Linked DNA regions of Sus scrofa: region 1 is linked to region 2. The links are chromatin contacts, called in public Hi-C maps. All regions are on one chromosome and are shown on one strand. Each heading gives the region's core, a stretch centred on a gene start, on an enhancer-like site or on the middle of the called end of the contact. The rest is flanking DNA. Distances are from core to core; before and after follow the strand shown. Region 1 holds the start of ARHGAP45 (minor histocompatibility protein HA-1). Region 2 holds the start of TMEM259 (membralin).

Region 1 (6,433 bases), core at 2,670-5,169, 38 kb after region 2:
GACCCCCACCCCTGTAGGTGCATCTGGCCCTGAGACACCTCCTGTCCTTTACCAGGGCGGGTGGACCCTGAGATCCCTGTTCGTCCCCAGCATGGCCAGGGCCCAGCCAATTCCCTGAGTTCCCTGTCCCCCATCCCCAGTGTGACCCGGGATCCAGCTGCAGCTCACCGCTGCATGGGCTACTGCCCTCAGTCAGATGCTATCTTCGAGCTGCTGACCGGCCGTGAGCACCTAGAGCTGTTTGCACGCCTGCGTGGGGTTCCTGAGGCCCAGGTTGCCGAGGTAACCCCCCCCCCCCCCCGACCTCTCCAGTCCCTGCCCCTGGCTCTGCTGCCTCCCCAGTCCAGCTCCACCCCCACAGGGTCCTGTGCCCCTGCCCTCCCCCAGCTTCGTCACACTCACTTGGATCTACCTCCCTTTCCCACTGTCATCCTGGCTGCACCTGCCCCCTTTCTGCGTAGGAGTCTGCATCTTCCCTCCTGGACCTCCCTGGAGCCTCCTGTCTGTGGCCTTGTCCATTCCGCCCAGGACTCCAAGTCCTGCTTAGGGCTTCCAGGTGGTTCAAAGCCTTCCAGGTCCCGCCTCTCCCTTACTCTGGGAGCAGCCCCGCCCAGTATTTGCCCTGGCCCCGCCCTTTCGTCGCCCTTGGCCCCCTCCGGCCTGAGGCCCTAGCTCCTCCCACTCACTCCCCCCACTCCTGCTCACACTCTCTCCCCTCACTCTCTCTGGGCTTCCTTCTCATTCTCACTTGGGCCCCCCATGCTCACTCTGCTCCTTGTACTCTGGCCCGCCATAGACAGCAAGGTTGGGCCTGTGCCGCCTGGGCCTCCCTCAGTATGCAGACCAGCCCGCGGGCACCTACAGCGGTGGCAACAAGCGGAAGCTGGCGACAGCCTTGGCTCTGGTGGGGGACCCGGCTGTGGTCTTTCTGGTGCGTGGGGACAGGGCCTGGGTGGGGGTGGGGGAGGGGCTCGCTTAAGCTTAAGCACTTAAGCTTCTCCCCCTCCCAGGATGAGCCAACCACGGGCATGGACCCCAGCGCAAGGCGCTTCCTCTGGAATAGTCTCCTGGCCGTGGTTCGGCAGGGTCGCTCCGTGGTGCTCACCTCGCACAGGTGGGCCAAAAACCAGATGCCCAGGCCTGCAGGTCCAGGTGCTACAACCTGGGGAGATAGATGGACCAGGCCCGAGGGAGAGGCTGTCAGAGCACAGGGTCGCACAGGGTGGGGTGGTTCTGGCCTTGGGGGCGGGTGCCAGGGCTGAGTGGGACGACACAGGGAGGTGGTACCCTGCCCCGGGAACAGCAGTCTGGGCCAGGACATGTTCAGAGCACAGGGTGGTCCAGAGCTGGAGGGTGAGGGTCCCTGGCAGGGGCAACACAGCGCCAGGCACCGCTGGTCCTGGCCCGGCTAGAGCTCACGACGCTGGGCTCCCACAGCATGGAGGAGTGTGAGGCGCTCTGCACGCGCCTGGCCATCATGGTGAATGGGCGGTTCCGCTGTCTGGGCAGCGCACAGCGCCTTAAAAGCAGGTGAGCAGGGGGAGGGCTCAAGGGCCTGGGTGCTGGCAGATGAGGGTGGGAGTGTAGGTAGGGCCAGAGGAGGATTCAAGCGGGGCCAACCTGGCTGTACCCGGGGAAGAGAGAAGGATTGTGGACTGCCCAGAGGGTTGAGGCTGGACCAAGAAAGAGGAAGTGAAGGCCATTGAATGAAAGTGGGTCTCTGTGAGGAAGCCTGAGGGTCGAGCAGGTGGGCGTGACCTAACAGCTGGACAGGGGCAGGCTTTGAGTGGGCGGGGCCTGAGAGAGGCCAGGTTAGAGTAGGGGTGAGCATGTAGGCAGGGTGAGGACCATCATGGGTTTGGGTCAGAGGTGTTGCTCAAGAGGAGCCAGGTATAGGGGTCCAGAAGCAAGCTGGAGGGTGGTGTGGGTGGGTGGTAAGGAAGGGTGGGCCTTGGGACAGTAGCTCTGGTCACACCCCACCCCACCCCACCCCACCCCACCGCAGATTTGGGACTGGTCACACGCTGACCCTGCGGGTGCCCTTGTCAAGATCCAAGTCGGCGGCGGCCTTCGTGGAGGAGGCATTCCCAGGGGCCGAGCTGAGGGAGGCGCACGGCGGCCACCTGCGATTCCAGCTACCGCCGGGAGGGCGCTGCTCCCTGGCGCACGTCTTTGGAGAGCTGGCTGCGCACAGCGCCAAGCAAGGCGTGGAGGACTTCTCTGTGAACCAGACCACGCTGGAGGAGGTGACCGCAGCGCCAGGCCGGGGCTGGGGTTAAAGGTGGGGCTAGGAGCTAGGCTCTCCTGCTGACCTCCCCTCCTGCTTCCTTGGGCCACCTACCTCTAGGTATTCCTGTACTTGTCCGAGGATCAAGGGAAGGAGGACCTGGAGGAGGCAGAAGTGGGGACTGAGCCTGTGCCGGGCCCGCAGAGCCCCAAACTCATCACCCAGTTCTTCGACAACCACAGTATGGCTGAGACCGTGCTCTGAGCCTCCCTCCTCTGTGGAGCTGGTGGGAGGCCCTGGGAGTGAAGAAGGCAGGACAGAGGGGTGGGACACCGGACCCAGACTCCCTGGAGGAAATAAAGAAAAGCTGATGTGAAGCAGTGTGCACGTGTGCCCATGCTCCAGGCTGCATGCCTGTCCACAAATGGTTCTCTGTATACGTTTCTGCCACCCGAGTGTGTGGAGGCATGGGCGTGGGGACACAGATGCAGTATGAAGTATGCGCGAGGGTCAGTGTCTCTGCAGTGGCTGCTGTGTGCCTGCCTGGGGCTCCTAGCCAACTGAACTCCTAGCTGTGAAGGGCTCTGCGGTGGCCTGGGGATGTCACACGTGCAGTGCAGGTGTGCCCTTAAGAGCCTGGACCCTGGACCCCAAGCCCCTAAGTGGCCACATGGTTCTGGCGCCTGAGGGCGGTACCTGTGAGTGGCTGGTTATGAAGTGGGCATGAGGTCAGGGCTCAGGAATGTCTGGGGCAGCTGGAGGAGCCCGGCAGGGGTGGCCTGGACCTCAGGCCTCCTAGCCAGGCCAGAAGCCCATCCACCAGCCAGCCGTTGCCCCCAATCCTGGCCTTCAGAGCCATGAGTGGTGGTCAGAGGATCCTTAAGGGACTTCTGGGCTGGGTCTGTGGATGGACCTGGGCCTGGAGAGCCAGGTTTGGCATGAGGGGCTGTGGCCTGCATGCCCTTTGCCCTGGAGATCGTCCCCTCCCACTGGAGGTCAGTGGGGGCCAGTGTTGGGAAGGGTGGAGGGACTGGGGTTTGGGGATTTGTGGATGAGACTCTGGAAGGAGAGGGGAGAAGGCTCAGAGTTGGGGGCTCAAGAGAAGAGATGGTCACAGGGGAGGGGGGTGCCGGGAGGGGAGAATGAGGTGGGGAACTGTACCCACCGCTCTGGCCCCAGTTCTGAGAGTGGCCATGGCTGGGATGGGAGGAGACGGTGAGGTGGCCTGAGGCATTTTATCAGCCCTGCTGCTGGCCAGTGGTCCGGTGGCCAGGGGTCAGTGCGTGTGCCCAGGATGTAGAATGCGGCTGGGGGGAGCTGGGCTGAGGCCAATGCAGGTGGGGCACAGGGGGGTGACCGCTCTGCCCTACTCTGGCCCAGCCCTGGGCCCAACAGGGGCTCTCCAGAGGACGCAGGGTGGGCACACCCATGAGGGAACAGCAACTGGAGGGCGGGTGTGTCTGTATCCGTTTCATCTGGGGAGCTTGGTGGTTTCTGAGCACGTGTTAGGACCAAGTCCGTGTCGCTGTGTGTCACTGTGCACGCGTGTCTGCTCTGCTGGGTGATTTAGGTCTTCCGAGTGAAGGTCAGCGTCTCTAGTGGCCGCCGTGTGCCTGCCTGGGGCTCGTCTGGGGCCAGCACCAGGCAGGGGAACCTCATCTCACATGCGCGCGCAGGGCTACTGAAAGCGGAAGCTAGGGGCGGGGCCCAGGACCCCACCTTCAAGCCCACTGTGCGGAGGGGCAGGCTGAGGCCCAGGCCTGAGAGGATTAGGGGCGGGTCTGCGTCACCGCCTCCGGAGGCCTTTTCCTGTGGGGGGAAGCGCTGCCAATGAGGGCTGGGCCTGTCACGTGGGCCTGACAGCTGGGGAGGGGGTGGCCGGTGACAATGTGGTCCTGAGGCCACCAACATCAGGAGCTGCAGCGCTGAGACCCCCGGCCCGCCGCCCTCGGGCCCTTCGGGGCTGCTGGGCACGGCCCCACCATGTTCTCCAGGAAGAAGCGAGAGCTCATGAAAACCCCATCCATCTCAAAAAAGAACCGGGCGGGAAGCCCCTGCCCACAGCCCTCGGGGGTGAGTGAACCTCCACTGGGAGCGCGGAGCAGGCAGGGAACCTTGGAGCGCCCCCTGGACAGCAGGGGGACAGGGTGGGGGGGGTCACCCTGTGCTCAGGCCGCCGGGCAGGGCCAGGCAGTGCCATGCTGGGCCAGCAGCAGAGGGCTCGAGCCAGCTACAGCCCCCATCGGGCTGGACAGCAGGGGCCACGCAGGATGGGCCGGGACCCCAGTGTTCAGCTCACGGTAGGAGCCCTGTGGGAGGCCACCACACCACCATCCTATCCAGGGCTGGTTGTGGGGTCCCGGGAGTGTGCCGGGCGGGTGTAGGGGTGTGAGCACATTGGGTCTGGGACTCTAGGGTAGGGGCTCAGAACTGGGGGCCTCCAGGCACCATTAGATTTGAGAGCCATGGCACTGCCATGGGCAGAAGGTTTATAGGGAGCAGAGTGTGGGATGAGACCCATGGGCACAGGGCCTGGGTGTAAATTTTGGGGGCGTCCGTGAGACTCGGGGGCCTGCTGAACCTTTAGAGTTCAGGCTTCAAGGTATCATTACCAATGAGTCTGTGTGCCTGCAGTGACCTGGCCTGAGGGCAGCTAAGGAGACCCTAGCCCTCCCTACCCTCTCAGGAAGTGGGGTGCCCCTCCCCCGCACCCCTGCAGGCACCGCCCCTGGCTGTGGTTTGGGGCAGAGACGGTTGTTTGTGAAAGCTCTGGGGAAGAGGATGTTGGGTAACAGGTGTGGGAGGGGCATGACACCAAATCTCAGCCCTCTGACCTGTGGCCTTTGCCCCTGTGGAGTCAGGCTGAAGACCCTCCAGAGCCCCACTTCACCTCTGGGGAAACTGAGGCAGGGCCTGGGGTCGGGGGAACACCTGCTGTACCAGCTCCCCTTCCCCTCCCAGGAGCTAACCAGGAGAGATGGGGCTGATACAGTGTCCCTGGGACCCAGCTTGGAACCACCAAGTGTGGCCTCAAATGCCAAGGCCACAGGCACACTCAAGAGGCCCACCAGCCTGAGCCGCCACGCCAGTGCGGCTGGCTTCCCATTGTCCGGAGCCAGCACCTGGACGCTTGGCCGTGGCCACCGCAGCCCACTGACCACGGCCAGTCCAGCCGAGGTACCCAACCAGGGACCCTGCCCCGACACCGTGGAGGACATCTCCCATCTGCTGGCTGACGTGGCCCGCTTTGCCGAGGGCCTTGAGAAGCTGAAGGAGTGTGTTCTGCATGACGGTGAGAAGCTGCAGGCACACTGAGGCCTGGGTAGAAGGCAAAGTCAGACACAGATGTCCCAAGCCGGGTGGGGTCAGGCAGGTGGAGGGAGGGACTGGGGGAGGCTCCGAAGGGGGTTATAGGGAGGGCTTCATGGAAAAAGCCACTGCAGCTAGGGTTCCAAGGGATGTATAGGAGTTTGGTAGCAATTAGGGAGGAAAGGCATTGAGGCAGAGGGAATGTCCTCAGAAACATCAAATGGAGATGCATTTGGAAGAACAAAGTTCTGGTGTATGAAGCCTATGAGGCTGAAGGCATTGAGAATGGCAAGCAGAGTGTCCCTGGATGTTGTCCTGACAGTGGTGGGGAGCCATAGAAGGTGATAGAGAAGGGATGGATCTGCATGTTGGACTGAAATGCACTGGAGGCAGGCTGAGGTCTGAATCTCTGGACAGAGATTCAAGAGGGACAAGGGGCAGGACTGGCACGTAAGCTGCAGGAGTGATTGGCCTGTGGGATGGCAGTTCCGTTTTCTCCGCGCGTCCGCTGACAGCCCAGCTTCCTGCTGAGTTATTTTCATCTGCTTCCTGTTTGTCCCTGGCAGCCAAGGAGGGCACCTCGATCCCTCCTCCCGGAAACCGCAGTGCCAGGGCTGTGCTAAACACTCCGGCCAGCTCCCTCCAGGTGCCCATTTTACAGATGAGGCAACTGAGGCCCACTGTGGGGCCCTGACTCACCCCACCAAGTTGGGAGCAGAGTCCCAATGTCACCTCAGCCTAGAGAGAGACTTCAGCTTCGTAGGGCTAATGGGGGGCTCTGGCCAGGCCTCGGCTGGGACTGGTATGTCAGCCCCAGGTTATCTAGTCCCGGGTGGGGCGCGAGTTGTTTCCTGGGGAAACTCTAATCTCGGTTCCTTTCCGATCCTGGCGCTTCCT
Region 2 (6,067 bases), core at 965-3,464:
AGGCCCTGGACTCCAGTCCCCAGAAGCACCCGAGGTACAGCAGGGAGCTGGGCTGACTCTGCCGACAGTGAGCTCAGCAGAACAGGTGCCCCAGGAAGAGGCCAGCGTGAGGAAGTCCGACAGGGGAACTCATCTCTGCAACTCATCTCTGCAGCAAGAGCCCGGAAGCTACAAGGCAGGAAGCTACGAGGCAGAGCTTTCTGGTACTTGAGACTGCTTCAGAGATCAGTTGCCCCGACTCCACTGGAGGACACCAAAGCCACCAGGGGCCAGGCAGGTTCACAGGGAGCAAGGAACCCCTCTGGCTGCACTCTGTCCAGAGAGGAGATGCAGGGGACCAGGGACGTAGAATGGATACACACCCCACCTGCCCCAAGCCCTGCCCTGCCTGGCTCCTCAATCAGGAAGCGGTACAGGACCTGCTCTCAGAGGAGGCTGAACTTCTGGAGAGGGGGCCCACCTCACACAGGGCACACCTGGCAGGGGCTCCTCTGGGGAGAACCATCCTCCCTTTCCTAAGGAAATCACTCCATGCATGGGTTTCCCTCCATTCAAGCCATTCTTGGGTCCCAGGAGCCAGATAGAGACATCCTAACTCAGGATCCTCAGAGGCTCACTCCATGCCTCTGAAAGGGGATGACTGCCATTCTGGGGGGTGGGTGGCAGGCAGGCAGGCTCCGCACAGCCTTGTGAGGCAAAGAGCATGTGTCAGTCTCACTTTAGGCCTGGGGCTTTCAGGGTCTCCCTGGAGGCTGTGGCGGGGCTGGAACCCACACCCAGGTCTGTGGGACAGCCACACTAGCTCGCTTTGCACCACACCAACCAAGTTGACCTGGCTGGCACTCCATGTACCTTGACCGTCAGCACCAGCCTCTTTTCTGCAGATGAAGGATCCAAAACTTACTCCAATGTCAGCACTCCCACCCCAGCCTGGCAGTAACTACAGGACACCAAACGAAATGGCAACCAGGACCCTGGCACCCAGTGAGCTCCTTCTGAGTGAGACCCCTTCCTGGAGGACCCATGCAGACACCCGTCCTCCCAGAACTATCCTCCCAGCTGAAAGCTCTGCCACCAGAGGCAGGACAGGCAGTAGGTTCCCAGGAGGTCCCTCACTGTGCCACAAGCAGCGCCACCGGCTGGGACTTTGTCACTAGCCCTGGCGATGTGACCTCAGCTAGGTCACATTCCCCCGGGAGGTTCAGAGCAGGGAGAATGGGGGTGGGAACAAGCTGAAGGACCAAAGCAGAGCCCTAAGAAAAAGAGGGAGGAGCTTTCGGTGCAGTGGGAGGCCAGGGGGGTGTGTCCTGGGAAGGGGGCATTGGCGGTGGAACCTGGAATCCTCCAGGATTGGAGTTCTGGGCTGGGCCAGGCCAGACTCGGAGGATTGGGAAAGGATCATCCGGGGCTGAGAATCCCAGGCGGCAGGGCCAGGAGGTCCTGGAGCTGGACTGCCGGGCTCCAGCCTCCGGAGGTGGGGGACGCGGGGAAGGGCGAGGCCAGGGGTGGGGTGCGGCTGGAAAAGGCTGGGAGTGAGTTCCTGGAGTCGGGATCAGGAGCCACTAACCGGATGAGCCTCGGGCCTTCGCGGTTGGAAGTTTCTAGGCAGGGGGTCGGGAATGGCAGGCTTAAAGGGAAGGGTCCCAACGGGTAGGGCCGGGTCTATGCCTCCGGGTGGGAGGGGCGCGCTCCCCCCGGCGGGATCAAAAGTCGCAGATCTGAGGGAAGGGTCCGGCTACCGGTGTCAAGGGTTGGGGCTGCGGTCACCTTGAGTAACACGAAGAACTCGAAGAGACGACGGAAGGCGGGAGGGAAAAGGCGCGAGTAGGTGACAGCCATCTTGAAGAAGAGCGCGTGGAAGAGCCGGTCGCGCACGTTGATGAGAGGGTTGGGATTGAGGTTGGGGGTGCGAGGCCCGCGCGCGGGGGCCGGGCCGCCGCCACCGTTGGGCCCGGGCCCCTGTGCCCCGGGCGCCGCGTGCTCCGACATGCCGCCCAGCGTCGCGCCCTAACGGCCCGCGGGTCCCCGAGGACGCCTCCCGACTGCCATCGGCAGTCCTCGCCGCCGCCGCGCTCCTCACGGCCGTAGGGCTACAGCCGCCATCTTCCGCCTCCGTGCCCCAGCTGACGCCAGCGAGTCGCGGCGCGGGCAAGAGCGGCCTCCTTGCGCTCGCGCGGAACGCCGGGATACCGGCGGTCGGCCCGTGGCGGCCCCGCCCACCGTCCTGACGCCTGGCTCGGAACGCCTAGGGGCGGGGCTGCGTTAGTCCCCAGGTCTTTTGCATATTGCCCATGCAGCTGGAAGGCGAGCGATAAAATTAGTCAACATATAAGGATTTTGGAGGTGGTAAAATAAACGTAAGGTAAATGTGACCGGTGAAGATGTTTTCTTTGTGGCGCTCTAGAAAATTATGCTGTAGCTGCGCTTACGTTAGGTTGCCCTAACTGTAAAGTGATCGCATTGGGATCTTTAAATAATGTCCCGGGAAGTATGGCTTTTGTTTTCTTCGCTTTCGGTGGTTCCGAAAGGGTGCTTCGTAACGTTATTAGCGTGTGTGGTGTTTCCGGGCTTTACCCGGCTCTCACCTTCCAGCATTTCGTAGTGGTGGCCCAGGTTGTGTCGTTTACTGAGCGCTGTTTTCATTCTAGAGGCTGAAGCAAAGGCTTTTTTCTTTTTCACAATCCAGATCTTGCCCACTAGCGCTCTTGGCTTTGGCTTTTTGTTCTGTGACCCGGGCTGCTCAGTGGGTCCCTCTCTGCTCCCTGGCCCAAGTGATGTGTACCTGGTCCCTGAAAAAGACTCTGAAACCGAGGTAAGCATTCTTAGAGCCTCAACCATCCCCTCCTCCTGGCTGCCGCCTGGTGCCAAGCCTGGGTGGACACGTCTGGACCAAATTCTCGCTCCTTCATTCATCTTTGAAACGCCTTGGCTCCTCCTGGTAACCAAGGAAGTAATCAGTCCCAACATTCGTTGAGCACCTACTGTATGCCAGGTTCCAAAGCAAGGTATGGGTGGGCTTTCTCAGGAAGCACGGAAGGGCAGATGGAGCTGGAGACCAGGGGCTCAGGCATCCTGAGTGTCGGCCCTGGGGAAGGACTCCCAAAGCCTGCTCAGACGTTTCAGGGAAGTGGCTTACAGTACCCCAGGGCCTGCGCTGGTGCTGGGGACACAGCGGTGGCCAGTGCAGGCTGGATTCTGCCCTCACAGGGCCCAGGGACCAGCAGGAGACAGGCGGACCTCTTGAGGTGGATGTCTGGTCTGGTTCCCAATGGTGAGCACCCCACCGTGAAAGGCACAGACAGGGCTTCTGAGAAAAACCAGGCCCTGGGAGGGGGTCTCTTCTGAATTGCACTGGGGGTGGGGGCGGGGGAGGGGGAGACTTTTCAGCTGTGTCTTGGAACCTACCTGAGGGAACCTTCCAAACCTACCTGCCAGTTTAATCCCACTCCCTGGAGTGAAGACTTTCAGTTTCATAGTGCGCCCTGGCATATCAGTAGGCACTCAATCAGTGCACATGCTTGATACTCTTATGGATCACCCCCAGATCACTTGTTAATTGCAAAAGGAGAGCTAAAACTCGTTCTTCCCAGTAGAGGGACCGGTCGATATCCTTTTTTTTTTTTTTTTTTTTTTTTTTTTCAGGGCCTTTGGCTAGGGATCAAATCTGAGCTGCAGGTGCCGGCATACGCCACAGCCACAGCAATGAGGGATTCCCCAACCCATGCTGAGCAGCACCGGAACTCCCTGAACTCCTAGAACTTTCAACTTTATTTTCATTGATGTAATTTATATTGAAATAGGTTTTTGTGGCAAGCAGCAAGGCCTAAAGCTCACTCCCACAATCTGGCAACACACGGCCCAGGAGAGTAAGTGAAGGTTATTCTTACAAAAAAAGGAACACTGCAGGGGACAGATCTAAATCTACACCAAAGACACAGAGAAGGACCAGACCCCAGGCCCACCCTTCTGGGGACAGCCCCTTCTGGGGATAGCTGGGGAATTTAGACGAGCTAGATTGCAGAGGATGCCGTGGGTGTCACTGTTACCTGTCTGAGGTGTGTGGGCGGCTTGAGGTGGGGACCCTGGGCTGGGGCTCACTGCGAAGGTGCTGGAAGGTGAACAGTGAACAAGCCAGGTGGGAAGAGTTTCAGGCAGTGGGTACCGACCGCTAGGGAAAGGGCCCAAGGCAGGACTAGGGCTGATCATTGGAGGCAGAACCAGGAGAAGCACCAGGCTTTGGGAGCAGAGTCAGTAAAGGGGAGGTGGAGCCTGGAGGACACCTTTGTGGAAGGGCAATGGGGCGGCAAGAATGTCGAATTGTGAATAAGGGGATTGATACCTGGCCTGAGTTAACAGGCTTGAGGTTTCATTGTTGCTACATATATACATAAACTAAAGCCAATTTCATTTTATAAGAATCTTATTTTATTTTACTTTTTATTTTATATCGGCATAGAGTTGATTTTTACGTTAATTTCCAGTGTATAGCAAGGCAGTTCGGTTATACACATGCACATGTCCATTCTTTTTTCAGATTCTTCTTCTATATAGATGATTACAGAATATTGGCTAGTGTTCCCTGTGCTATACAGTAGGTCCTTGTTGGTTATCTATTTTACGTTACCTTATTTTATTTACTTTATTTTTTTAGGGCTGCACCCACGGCATATGGAGGTTCCCGGGCTAGGGGTTGAATCGGAGGTGCAGCTGCTGGCCTACGCCACAGCCACGCCAGATCTGAGTTACATCTTTGACCCATACCACAGCTTGCGGCAATGCCAGAATCTTAACTCACTAAGTCAGGCCAGGGATTGAACACACAACCTCATGGATACCAGTCAGTTTCTTAACCCACTGAGCGACAATGGGAACTCCGGTTATCTATCTTATATATAGGAGTGTGTATATGTTAACCCCAAACTCCTAATTTATCCCTCCCCTGCTATCTTTCCCCTTTCGGTAACCATAAATTTGTTTGTTTCATAAATTTGTTTTCTGTGAGTCTGTTCCTGTTTTGTGAGCGCCCCGCTCAGCAGGTTAAGGATCCAGCATTGCCATGACCTGTGTGTACAGGTTGAAGACCCAGCTCAGATCTGGCGTGGCTATGCCTGTGGCATACGCCAGCAGCTGTAGCTTCGATTCGACCCCCTAGCCTGGGAACCTCCATATGCTGAGGGTGCAGCCCTGAAAAGCAAAAAAACAAAACAAGAGAAAACATCTGAGCCATAAGAGAACTCTCACATCATTGTTACTGTTACTATTATTGTTTTTTGTTTTTTGTTTTTTTTTACTTTTTAGGGCTGTACCTGCAGCATATGGAGGTTCGCAAGCTGGGGTCCAATTGGAGCTACAGCTCTGGGCTTATGCCACAGCCACAGCAACTCAGGATCCAAGCCGAGCCTGTGACTTACACCACAGCTCACAGCAACACCAGATCCCCAACTCACTGAGCGAGGCCAGGTATTGAACCTGCAACCTCATGGTTCCTAGTCAGATTCGTTAACCACTGAACCATGATGGGAACTCCCTATTATTGGTTTGTTTTCATTGCAAGATTCAGCCTGCAGGATACCTTTGGGGTCCCACTCAGAGCCCTGAAATGGTAGGGACAGCCGAAATTGCCAAGAAGGTGGCTGCCAGGAAGGAGCCCTCACTGTACCTATGGCCCCTGGTGCCCTGCCCCCATAGCCCAGCTCTCAAGGTTGAGGCTCCTGGCTTTCCTGCAACCACAGGCCCCCCTCCGGCATCATGGAGATTATGCCCCAGGGTATCTAGATTCTTCCCCCCACCGCCAGTGAGCCTGCATCATTCCACAGCCCCTGCAGGCAGTTTCCCCAGGGGTTACCTGGACAAAGAGGTGAGTGCTAGGGGTCAAGGGCAGTGGACAGCTGCAGAGGCACCAGAGCTCCCTGTGAAATTCCTGCAGCTATGCCAAAATTCCAAAGATTTTTAATGTGTATTGACTCAGTGTTGTGCCCTTACCTCAGCTGAGAGGGGATTTGAACCCAGGTTGAGGCAGCAGGCGCTGAGGTGGTAGGATTATATTGAATCACATAATTCTCTAAGT

What was found. A called contact is a pair of places that touch in the nucleus more often than the background predicts.
Region 1: a Hi-C map of alveolar macrophages shows a contact between it and region 2, with 1.7 times the contacts expected there. The contact joins the promoter of ARHGAP45 here to the promoter of TMEM259 in region 2. A contact is called at or near these places in 2 of 5 promoter capture datasets (fetal liver and liver), 13 of 47 Hi-C or Micro-C datasets (alveolar macrophages, blood, embryonic fibroblasts and 4 more) and 2 of 2 datasets of contacts at active chromatin or transcription factors (alveolar macrophages and skeletal muscle).

What each region holds. Positions count from the first base shown.
Region 1 is chr2:77,353,380-77,359,812 of Sscrofa11.1, reverse strand. It overlaps ARHGAP45 (minor histocompatibility protein HA-1), which reads left to right and starts at 3,919. Exons shown (of 23, transcript XM_003353961.4): 1 at 3,919-4,300; 2 at 5,189-5,519. The coding sequence starts at 4,211. ABCA7 (ATP-binding cassette sub-family A member 7) reads left to right here. Exons shown (of 47, transcript XM_013994807.2): 42 at 141-282; 43 at 797-931; 44 at 1,011-1,114; 45 at 1,438-1,530; 46 at 2,006-2,246; 47 at 2,348-2,652. The coding sequence ends at 2,491.
Region 2 is chr2:77,389,724-77,395,790 of Sscrofa11.1, reverse strand. It overlaps TMEM259 (membralin), which reads right to left and starts at 2,214. Exons shown (of 11, transcript XM_003353958.4): 1 at 1,768-2,214. The coding sequence starts at 1,989.